3 separate regions of the Mus musculus genome follow, and all the other regions are linked to region 2. The links are chromatin contacts, called in public HiChIP or PLAC-seq maps. All regions are on one chromosome and are shown on one strand. The core of a region is the stretch at or near the end of the contact, and the rest is flanking DNA. Distances in the headings are between cores, read along the strand shown. Region 1 overlaps Rab3gap2 (RAB3 GTPase activating protein subunit 2). Region 2 holds the start of C130074G19Rik (RIKEN cDNA C130074G19 gene). Region 3 overlaps Rab3gap2 (RAB3 GTPase activating protein subunit 2).

Region 1 (2,700 bases), core at 201-2,700, 400 kb after region 2:
GTTTGACAAAGTTGGCTTGAGGCACTTTTAATTATGTTATTGATGTGTCTGGGAGGAGCTTGTCCTGTGGCAATGAGTATGGAGGGGCAAGGGCAGCTCTGGGGTTAGTTCTCCTCCACCTGGAGAGGACCTCTTGGGATTGAACACAGGCCACCAGCTTACAGAGCAAGCACTGGGCTACTTTTAAATGAAAAGTACTGACGAGGCAGTGCTGTGCCTTCCTGTCTTCAAGTTCTTACTGAAAGTTGTCAGTGCAGCTGTCCAGGCTCAGCATTCCAAGGACAAAGATCCCTCTGCAGAAGCAGCAAACACTCATTGGAAAGACCTCAACTGGCCAGGTTTGGCTGTGGACTTAGCCCATCACCTTCAAGTGAGCGACGATGTCATTCGAAGGCACTATGTGGGGGAGCTGTACAGCCATGGAGCTGACCTCTTAGGAGAGGAGGTAAGAGTGGCCCGAGATGCTCATTGGCCTCTGAGGAGAGGAGGTAGGGATGACCCGAGATGCTCATGGGGTGGAAGTTATAAAACACACAGCCAGAGCTGGATATAGTGCTGTGTGCATTTGGGATGCAGAAGCAGGAGGATAAGAACTTTTAAGGTCAGCCTCATCTACATAAACCAGTTTGGACATGAGACCAAGTCTAGTCAACAAAGGAATAGAAAGCTGTGTCTGTCTGGATTTGTGCCTGCTGCCAGGTTCATACAGACACAGAGCAGTAAACAGGTGAGGCCCCTTGAGGATTGATCATCTGCTGGAACAGAGAAGCATGAAGTTCTGTACCAAGAGATGAACGTAAACCGAGTCACAGGAGTCTCAGTGGGTGAAAGAAAGTGGTAACGAAACCGCCCTCAAGGAGAACCAACTAGCCGCTCCCAGAGCTGAGGAACAGAGGAGTCCAAAGGTCCAGAGATAGGGAGCAGCGTGGCAAGGTCCAAGACCAGAAAGCCAGTGTGGCTGCCAGACCTCATAAGCAATGAGTCAGGGTGGGTAGGTATGCACTCAGGCTAGGAGCGAGTGACTCCATCAGCAATAAGGAGAGGTTGGCTGTTCTCCAAGCCCGAGGCCACTTCGGAGTACTCAGTAGCCGTCAGACGGCAGAATCTAACACTCTCCCATTTTTTGTAAATGAGATACAGTGTCATGAATTGAAAATTTAGGTAACAAAAATTAGCTGATGAGCAAAAGTTGGGTTTAAATTCTAGGTCAATTTCAATTTCCCTTCGTCCGTACACCTGAGAGCCGAAGTAGAGTCTTCATTGGCAACCCTGGGACAATAGCTCTTGCTGAATTGTTTCTCCATGTTCACCCTCAGGCCATTTTTCAAGTTCAGGACAAAGAAGTTCTGGCGTCTCAGCTGCTAGTGCTGACCGGGCAAAGGCTGGCTCACGCGCTTTTCCACACCCAGACGAAGGAAGGCATGGAGCTGCTGGCCAGACTCCCGCCCACACTCTGCACCTGGCTGAAGGCAATGGTGAGTGGAGGGCGGCGTGAGCAGACGCTCCGCGATGGATGGCCTCGCCAGGGAGCTTCTTTGGTTTTTTTGAGACAGGGTTTCTCTGTGTAGCCCTGGCTGTCCTGGAACTCACTTTGTAGACCAGGCTGGCCTTAAACTCAGAAATCTGCCTGCCTCTGCCTTCCGAGTGCTGGGATTAAAGGCGTGCACCACCACGCCCGGCCAAAGAGATGCTTTTATTGGGAGAACTTCCACAGTAAAGCTTAAGTCAGTAAGGTCATGTTTGGCTGCATCAAACTAATGGCTGTCCTGTCCCATTCGCAGAACCCTCAGGATCTTCAGAACACTGGCGTGCCTATTGCAGCAACAGCTAAACTCGTGCATAAAGTGATGGAGCTCCTGCCAGAGAAGCACGGGCAGTACAGCCTCGCCTTACACCTCATCGATGCCGTGGAAGCCATGGCGACTTTATGACAGTAGCCTACAGTCCTGTGACTACATGAACCACTGCATGTCATTTTTCATAGTAAGATCTGGAACTTCGGAAGGTTTTTTTTTTTGTATAATAAATAAATATATTACTTTAAAATGTGCAATCCTGTCTAAATTCCCCATCTTCAGCAAAGACTGAAGATAAACTATAAACACATTAACTATCCTGTGACTAATGCAGATGCTTTATTCTTTATTTTTTCATTCAAATAAGCAGTTTTATTGTTAAACTTTGGTATTGTTACTGGTTATAATTTGCAGATTTTGTTCTTAGTGTAGTAGTCTAGTTCCTATCCAAATGATTCCGTGGGGATTAAGTGTGTTCACACTGCTTCCATGAGCACACTAGAGATACAGCCCATGTCCCTTTCAAACACACAGAGATGTCCTCATGGTTGGTCGTGTACCGGGATGCCACCTGGCAGGGAGCTCTGGGTGCTAACCACTTCCTGTCCAGGGTGCTACTGCTGTCAGAGGAGAAATGGCTTGAGATCAGCAGGGGACCGGGGAACTTGGGGAAGGACCTCAAGTCTGTTGTCCTTGCCAGACTTAGGAATCAGAGGTGTGAACAAAGCAGCAAGATCAGTTATTATGTAAATTAAAATTTACTCTATTTTGTCAAGTTCCAAAATTGTATCCACATCAGGTAATTGTAAAAATGTATTATCTTGTAAGACATGTTTAAAAAAAAAGAACAAAGCAAAGAAACAATATTTAAAAATTCAACTTTATTTTTCTTCCAAGTGTTCAA
Region 2 (2,700 bases), core at 129-2,628:
GCGATTTGAAAGCGTCGCTGTCTTAATTTGCCTCGCCCAGATAAGTAATCGCTAATACACTGCTAAGAAGTGAGGGACCAGGGTGCCCCAGCTCTGCCACCTCTCCCTGGGGGTGGGGGTGGCTATCTCCCCTCCCACTATTTGTACCTCTAGTGTATGCACAATGCCTGGCACAGAGTGGTCACCCCCAAAACATCTCTAAATGCCAGCTACCAACTAAGAAACCTGTGTCCTCTATTCACTTTCAGATGGCTTCCTTACTCCCAAAAGCCCTACTTCACTTCAACAACGCATGTTATCATTGCCTGCTTGTGAGGAAGCTCCGGTCATATCATTCAGAATGATAAACTAAACTCCTGGCAAGGGACCGAATGTCTCGGGTATGATGAAGGTCACCCACTGAAGACTACCTGGACAATAATTCCGAGAGTTCAGAGGACTTTGGTCAGAACAAACACAAGCAATGAGTTTTGTGATTCCCCTCCACTCCAACTCCCTCCCTAGCCCTGTCTAGGTCAGAGCACCTAGAAACCATAATCATGTGCCCTGAAAACGAAACTCATTCGGTTCCCCATCCATCCTTCCTTTGGCTCTCCCACCAAAGTAAAAAGGCAGGCCGAAGAACATCTGAAGTCCCGGGGTGCAGAGATTGTTGATCAGAGAAGGGGGAGGGGTAACAGGTTCTAGGTATGTACTGGCTGAGTTAGCAGGCCCCGCGCGGGTTAACCCCGGGGTCTAGGACTGAATCACCTAATATTCTCCTGTGGCGGGGTGCCCCAGAGAGAGTGCGGGAAATAGGTGGACCTAGACTGCAACTTCGCAGCTGGGTCCGGGGCTCAAGTCAACTAACCTCACCATGGCTTCAGCATTACCATCAGCTCCAACTGGGAGCAAGGGTCCTGCCCGCGCGCTCAGCTACACACCCTCCTAGTGATGGTCCCGGAGGCCAGCGGGGATGCGGGCACAACTCCACCCAGCGCGACTCCCGGTTCTGTCTGGATCAGGGCGGCCGGGCCGTGGGGACCTACCTTGCCGTACTTCTTCAGTTTTCGCCGGTACCTCTTCTTGGGCTTGTCGCCTGGCGCGGGCTCCTCCAGGGAGTCGTAGCGCTCAGGCAGCGCAGCCAGGTGCACCCTGCGTGCGCTCGGAGTCCCCGCGCGCCGCCCGCCCTCTTCGCGCTCACAGTCCGGGCTCGCCGGGTCCTCGTCCTCGCCCTCCAGGTGCTCCACGATGGCATCTGTCTCCTCGTCACCGGCGCGGCGCGATCGCCCCAGGGGCCTTCGGCCCACTAAGCTGCTCGCCGCCTTGCTTCGGAGCCGGGCGCCCACCGTCATGATGCCGCCGAGCTCTGGAGAAGGGCCCAGGCTATGAGGCAACCTTTGCTCCACGCTCCGCCCGGCTCCTGCCCCTGCGGACCGCCCCGGCCCTGTGCGCTCCGGGAACCAGAGGTCGCAGCACACCCATGCGGTGGGGTCCAGGATTACGGGGGCAGACGTAAAAGGCTTTCCGGAGAACCCTGCAGCAGAAACCATTGCTCAGGGTAGGCAAGTTCAGCTGTACTGGGAACAGACTCCAAACAACAGACCTACTACGGGTGCGGGCATTTAAAACTAGCAGGGTGTGGTGGCACACACCTTTAATCCCTGCGTTTAATCCCAGGCTGAGGCTGGTGGATCTCTGAGTTCAAGGCTCACTTTGGTTCACAGAGCAAGTTCCAGGATAGCCAAGGCTACAAAATAACAAACAAACAAATGGTAGAGATGGTATTGGTGAAGATTCCTCAGTGCTGGTGTGGACATGTTGACAGGGTCATGAAAATATTATATTCAGACCTGGGGATGTAGCTCAGTTGGGAGAATGCTACCTAGGCATGCCCGAAAGTCCGGACTCCATCCCCAGTGTCACAGAAGCCCCATCAAGGTGGCACATGCTCCGAACCTAGGAAGTGGAGGCAGAAGGATTAGGGGTTCAAGTTGACCACAGCGAGTCTGAGGTCCAGCCTGGGCTACATGATGCTCTGAATCAAACACAAGCAAGAAGCGCAGGGTAAGAAAACGTTAAAAATGTCTTCCCAACATTCACATGCCTGATGATCAGCATTTCTGTCTCCCATCAAAACATTCCATACATACTTACAACTAAGTAAAGGGTGGAGTCCGTCCTTGGAAGCTGAGCAGGCGTTTAGACAACGTGTGTTCTTGGCAGTGGAACCTGAACAACAGCCATCAAGCCCAGTGTGTGTATGTGTGTGTGTGGGGGGGTCTCACTCCACATTATAGGAAGGAGAGATGAGATCGGTTTTTATAGAAATCAAGTAAGTGGTTTCTTTGTGGCTTCCAAATCAAATCTTCTTACATTAAATTGCTTCCTGAACATTTTAGAGACATGACGTTTTTTAGAGATTCATTTTTTTAAACTATGTTTAATTATGTGTAAGTATGTACAGAGTCTCTGGCCTGGAGCTATAGTTACAGACAGGTGATGTGGTTGCTAGAAATCTATCTCTGGTCCTCTGAAGGAACAGTGTATGCTCTTAGCCACTGAGCCATCTCTCCAGCCAGTTTCCAACTGTTTAGACATTTTCTTCCTCCATGGCCTGAGATCTCCACTAGCCTCCTGCTCAGTCATCAGAAAGCAGTTCTTCACACAGTTCATGAATGTGGCTTCCACTTTGGAACGAGAAACACTTTTTTCTATACT
Region 3 (2,700 bases), core at 74-2,573, 350 kb after region 2:
TTAAGACAGTGCAAATGCTCATTAATGTTTTAATCTTTTATTTCACTTGTGGTTGACATTGGACACCTCTTTATGTTTTCCATTTATAAATATTTTGGTGAGTACATGCTTTTTTTTTTTTCTAAAATCTGATAGCAATTTAAAGCCCTTAGCATTTGATTTACTTATAAGATCTATTCTACTTAAACTAGACACTAATTGTTACTATTTACTGGTTGTGTTAGCCTAAGAACTAAATGGCAGTCTCTGGGTTAAATATTATTTGGTACTTTTTTTGACCACAGGGAACCTGGTGGAGCAGAGAGATTTTCTATCTAGTATTACAATCTATCCAGGAAACAGAGACGCATGCTTGCTTGTTAGTTCTGCAGCTCCACTGTTACTACCTCCATGCAGAAAACTGCAGAAAACTCAGGCGTTACATAAAAATGTGAGTGTTTCACTCTCTAAACTAATGGTCATCATTACCAATTGATGGGGCATGTGAGTGGACACTTGCCTGTAAGTAGTGTAGACATAAAGAACAAGAGAATTGGGGTGCATTTGCCTGTTGGGCCCAAGGCCCTGGGCTCAGTCCTTAGCACCAAAAAAGAAAAAAAAAGGGGGGGGGGTCGTAACAAATAATCCTAAATTAGTTGATTATAAAATAAATGTAAAATTTCTGGCTTCCTCAAATTTTAAAAATTGAGATTCAGAATGTAAGCTTTTGTCACTCGTTTTACTTGTAAGAGGGTTTAAAAAAATTTAAACCAAATTAGAGAGAGTTCATGCTTTGCCCCAGTTTGGTTTTGAAAGGACTGTAAGGTCTTTAACTTGAGCAGCTGGGACTCTGATCTTTCCACGCTGTGAGACAGCTGTAGGTTTGACTCAGGGGCTACAGAGCTTTGCCATCTTTGCTCTTTCTGTTTAGTATTTTGAACTGTTCTGTAGAGTTTTGTTTAGAGACAAGCCCCATTACAGCTTCCCCCCACAAGGAAGGAAGGGAATGGAAATTTGAAAAGCATTAGGCATAGCATAAATTAGAAGCAGACTACCAGGAGATGCAGCACGGAGACCTTGCTTTGTGTGACCTCTCTTGCTTTCAGGAGGTATGAGTGAGTAGCTCTGAGTCTGAGTGGCCATCTGCTAGACAGTTCTAGAGCACACCCGTGAGTGTGCCGACAGGCCCTGAGAACACTGGGTGTTGCTGGCCCCTAGAATGTATAAACAGCTTTGAAAGTTAGCCCAGTGAAAAGTACACACTGTGAGGCTGCTGCTGGCTGTGTGGTGGCCATTTCACACAGCAGTGGAGACAACGACAGACAGCAGGCCAGCGATGACTCATCAGCATGGGGCAGCTGCCTACAGCTGAAGGCTGGTCACAGTGCTGTGGGTTTATCATCAGACACACCTTAGAAGAAAGAGTCATTGAACAACCTTGCAGCCTTAAAACCAAAGAAAGGAGAATGATGAGTGATGGAAGCGGCCTGGGTTAGAGACGGTGCCTTCTCCTGGGGCTCTGTGGTGGCTCCCCACTTGGTTCAGGTGAAGACATTCTCCCTGGTCTTAAGGGAAAGCCTCGGTATACAGGCCGCAGTGAAACAGCTTTCTTCCCTCTCCCAATAGTGACGGACGCACTGCCAGTCTTGGAGTCTGGTTTTGTAGGAAACTTGCTGTTTTACTGTGGGGTACTTTGTTTTCTTTCTTTTTAATTTCCCACCTCACTTGGGAAATTAACCACCTTTTCAGTTGGTGGTGTTATTTTAGGATCACTGCCTTCAAGGGGGCAATATTAGTGTCTGTGGCCCCTTATTGTGGATGGGTTTTTCAGAAACTTAATTGGTAGACAAAGGGCCTCAGGTACAAAATGAACCTGCATCTTGCCAGCTACCTACCAAATGTGCACCAAAGCCTTGGGCTTCATGGCTTGTTGTTCTGTACAGCTCACTGCCTGTTGATAAACTGGAAGTACAGCTTCGTGGTAAAGCTAGTAGTAGTTGATCGTGGTCCAGCCTGGGGTGTGGCTTTCTGATTGTTCCTATCCTGGTATATTTTTGTCAGATTGTATCTGCTTTGACTTGAAAGTTCTGACACAGGGACTCCTGCAGACACATCTCTGTTGTTCATGCACGGCTTCTATTTCTACTGCTGCTTGAGCTGGATTCTTAAAGAACCCTTGTTCCTTTCCGTCAGCTGATCACACTTCCAAGAAGGGAAAAGTGAGAGCATGGGGCAGTTACTGAAGGAACTGGGATTACACATAGGGGTGTCACAGGGATTCATTGCTGGGAAGACACCATGACCATGGCAGCTCTTGGAAAGGAAAGCATTTATCCAGGGCTGGCTTATAGTTCAGGAGGTTTAGTCCATTATCGTCATGGTGAGAAGCATGGCAGCAAGCGGGCAGACGTGGTGCTGGAGAGGTAGTTCAGAGTTTTATGTCTGGATCCACAGGAGCAGGACAAGAGAGTGACAATGGGTCTGATTGATCTTCTGACACCTCATAGCCCACCCCCTGTGACACACTTCCTCCAACCAGGTAGCACCTACTCCAGCAAGGCTACCTGTCCAATAATGCCACTCTTTCTGAGTCACTGCAGGCATTATCATTAAAACCGCCACAGAGGAGAAAAGGAAAAAACCTTTTAAAGGTGTGGTTAAAAAAAAATACCTCAAGAAAAAGCATTGGCTTTGCTGGGTGTGGTGGTGTGTGCCTATAAT

The links. HiChIP or PLAC-seq counts read pairs in DNA pulled down with a chosen protein or histone mark.
Region 1: a FOXA1 HiChIP or PLAC-seq map of pancreatic cancer cells shows a contact between it and region 2. The contact joins the enhancer-like site here to the promoter of C130074G19Rik in region 2. A contact is called at or near these places in 2 of 39 promoter capture datasets (hippocampal neurons and trophoblast stem cells), 2 of 115 datasets of contacts at active chromatin or transcription factors (embryonic stem cells and pancreatic cancer cells) and 1 of 9 other capture datasets (embryonic stem cells).
Region 3: a FOXA1 HiChIP or PLAC-seq map of pancreatic cancer cells shows a contact between it and region 2. The contact joins the enhancer-like site here to the promoter of C130074G19Rik in region 2. A contact is called at or near these places in 5 of 115 datasets of contacts at active chromatin or transcription factors (embryonic stem cells, neural tube and pancreatic cancer cells) and 2 of 9 other capture datasets (embryonic stem cells and pancreatic islet).

What each region holds. Positions count from the first base shown.
Region 1 is chr1:185,282,066-185,284,765 of GRCm38.p6, forward strand. It overlaps Rab3gap2 (RAB3 GTPase activating protein subunit 2), which reads left to right. Exons shown (of 35, transcript NM_001163754.1): 33 at 233-445; 34 at 1,317-1,475; 35 at 1,782-2,700. The coding sequence ends at 1,931. Among named protein-coding and RNA genes, the nearest start is that of Mir194-1, 30 kb to the right of the region's middle. Within about 2 kb of position 1,451, at least 57 of the 459 cell types and tissues checked have an H3K27ac peak or open chromatin away from gene starts, as enhancers often do. A contact at or near this core is called in pancreatic cancer cells, where this site is marked.
Region 2 is chr1:184,881,658-184,884,357 of GRCm38.p6, forward strand. It overlaps C130074G19Rik (RIKEN cDNA C130074G19 gene), which reads right to left and starts at 1,379. Exons shown (of 2, transcript NM_178692.3): 1 at 1,029-1,379. The coding sequence starts at 1,334. Gm34602 (a long non-coding RNA gene) reads left to right here. Exons shown (of 4, transcript XR_003948516.1): 4 at 249-624. It also overlaps the pseudogene Gm17905.
Region 3 is chr1:185,228,753-185,231,452 of GRCm38.p6, forward strand. All of the region lies in intron 2 of Rab3gap2 (RAB3 GTPase activating protein subunit 2), which reads left to right. Among named protein-coding and RNA genes, the nearest start is that of Snora36b, 13 kb to the right of the region's middle. Within about 2 kb of position 1,324, at least 132 of the 459 cell types and tissues checked have an H3K27ac peak or open chromatin away from gene starts, as enhancers often do. A contact at or near this core is called in pancreatic cancer cells and pancreatic islet, where this site is marked.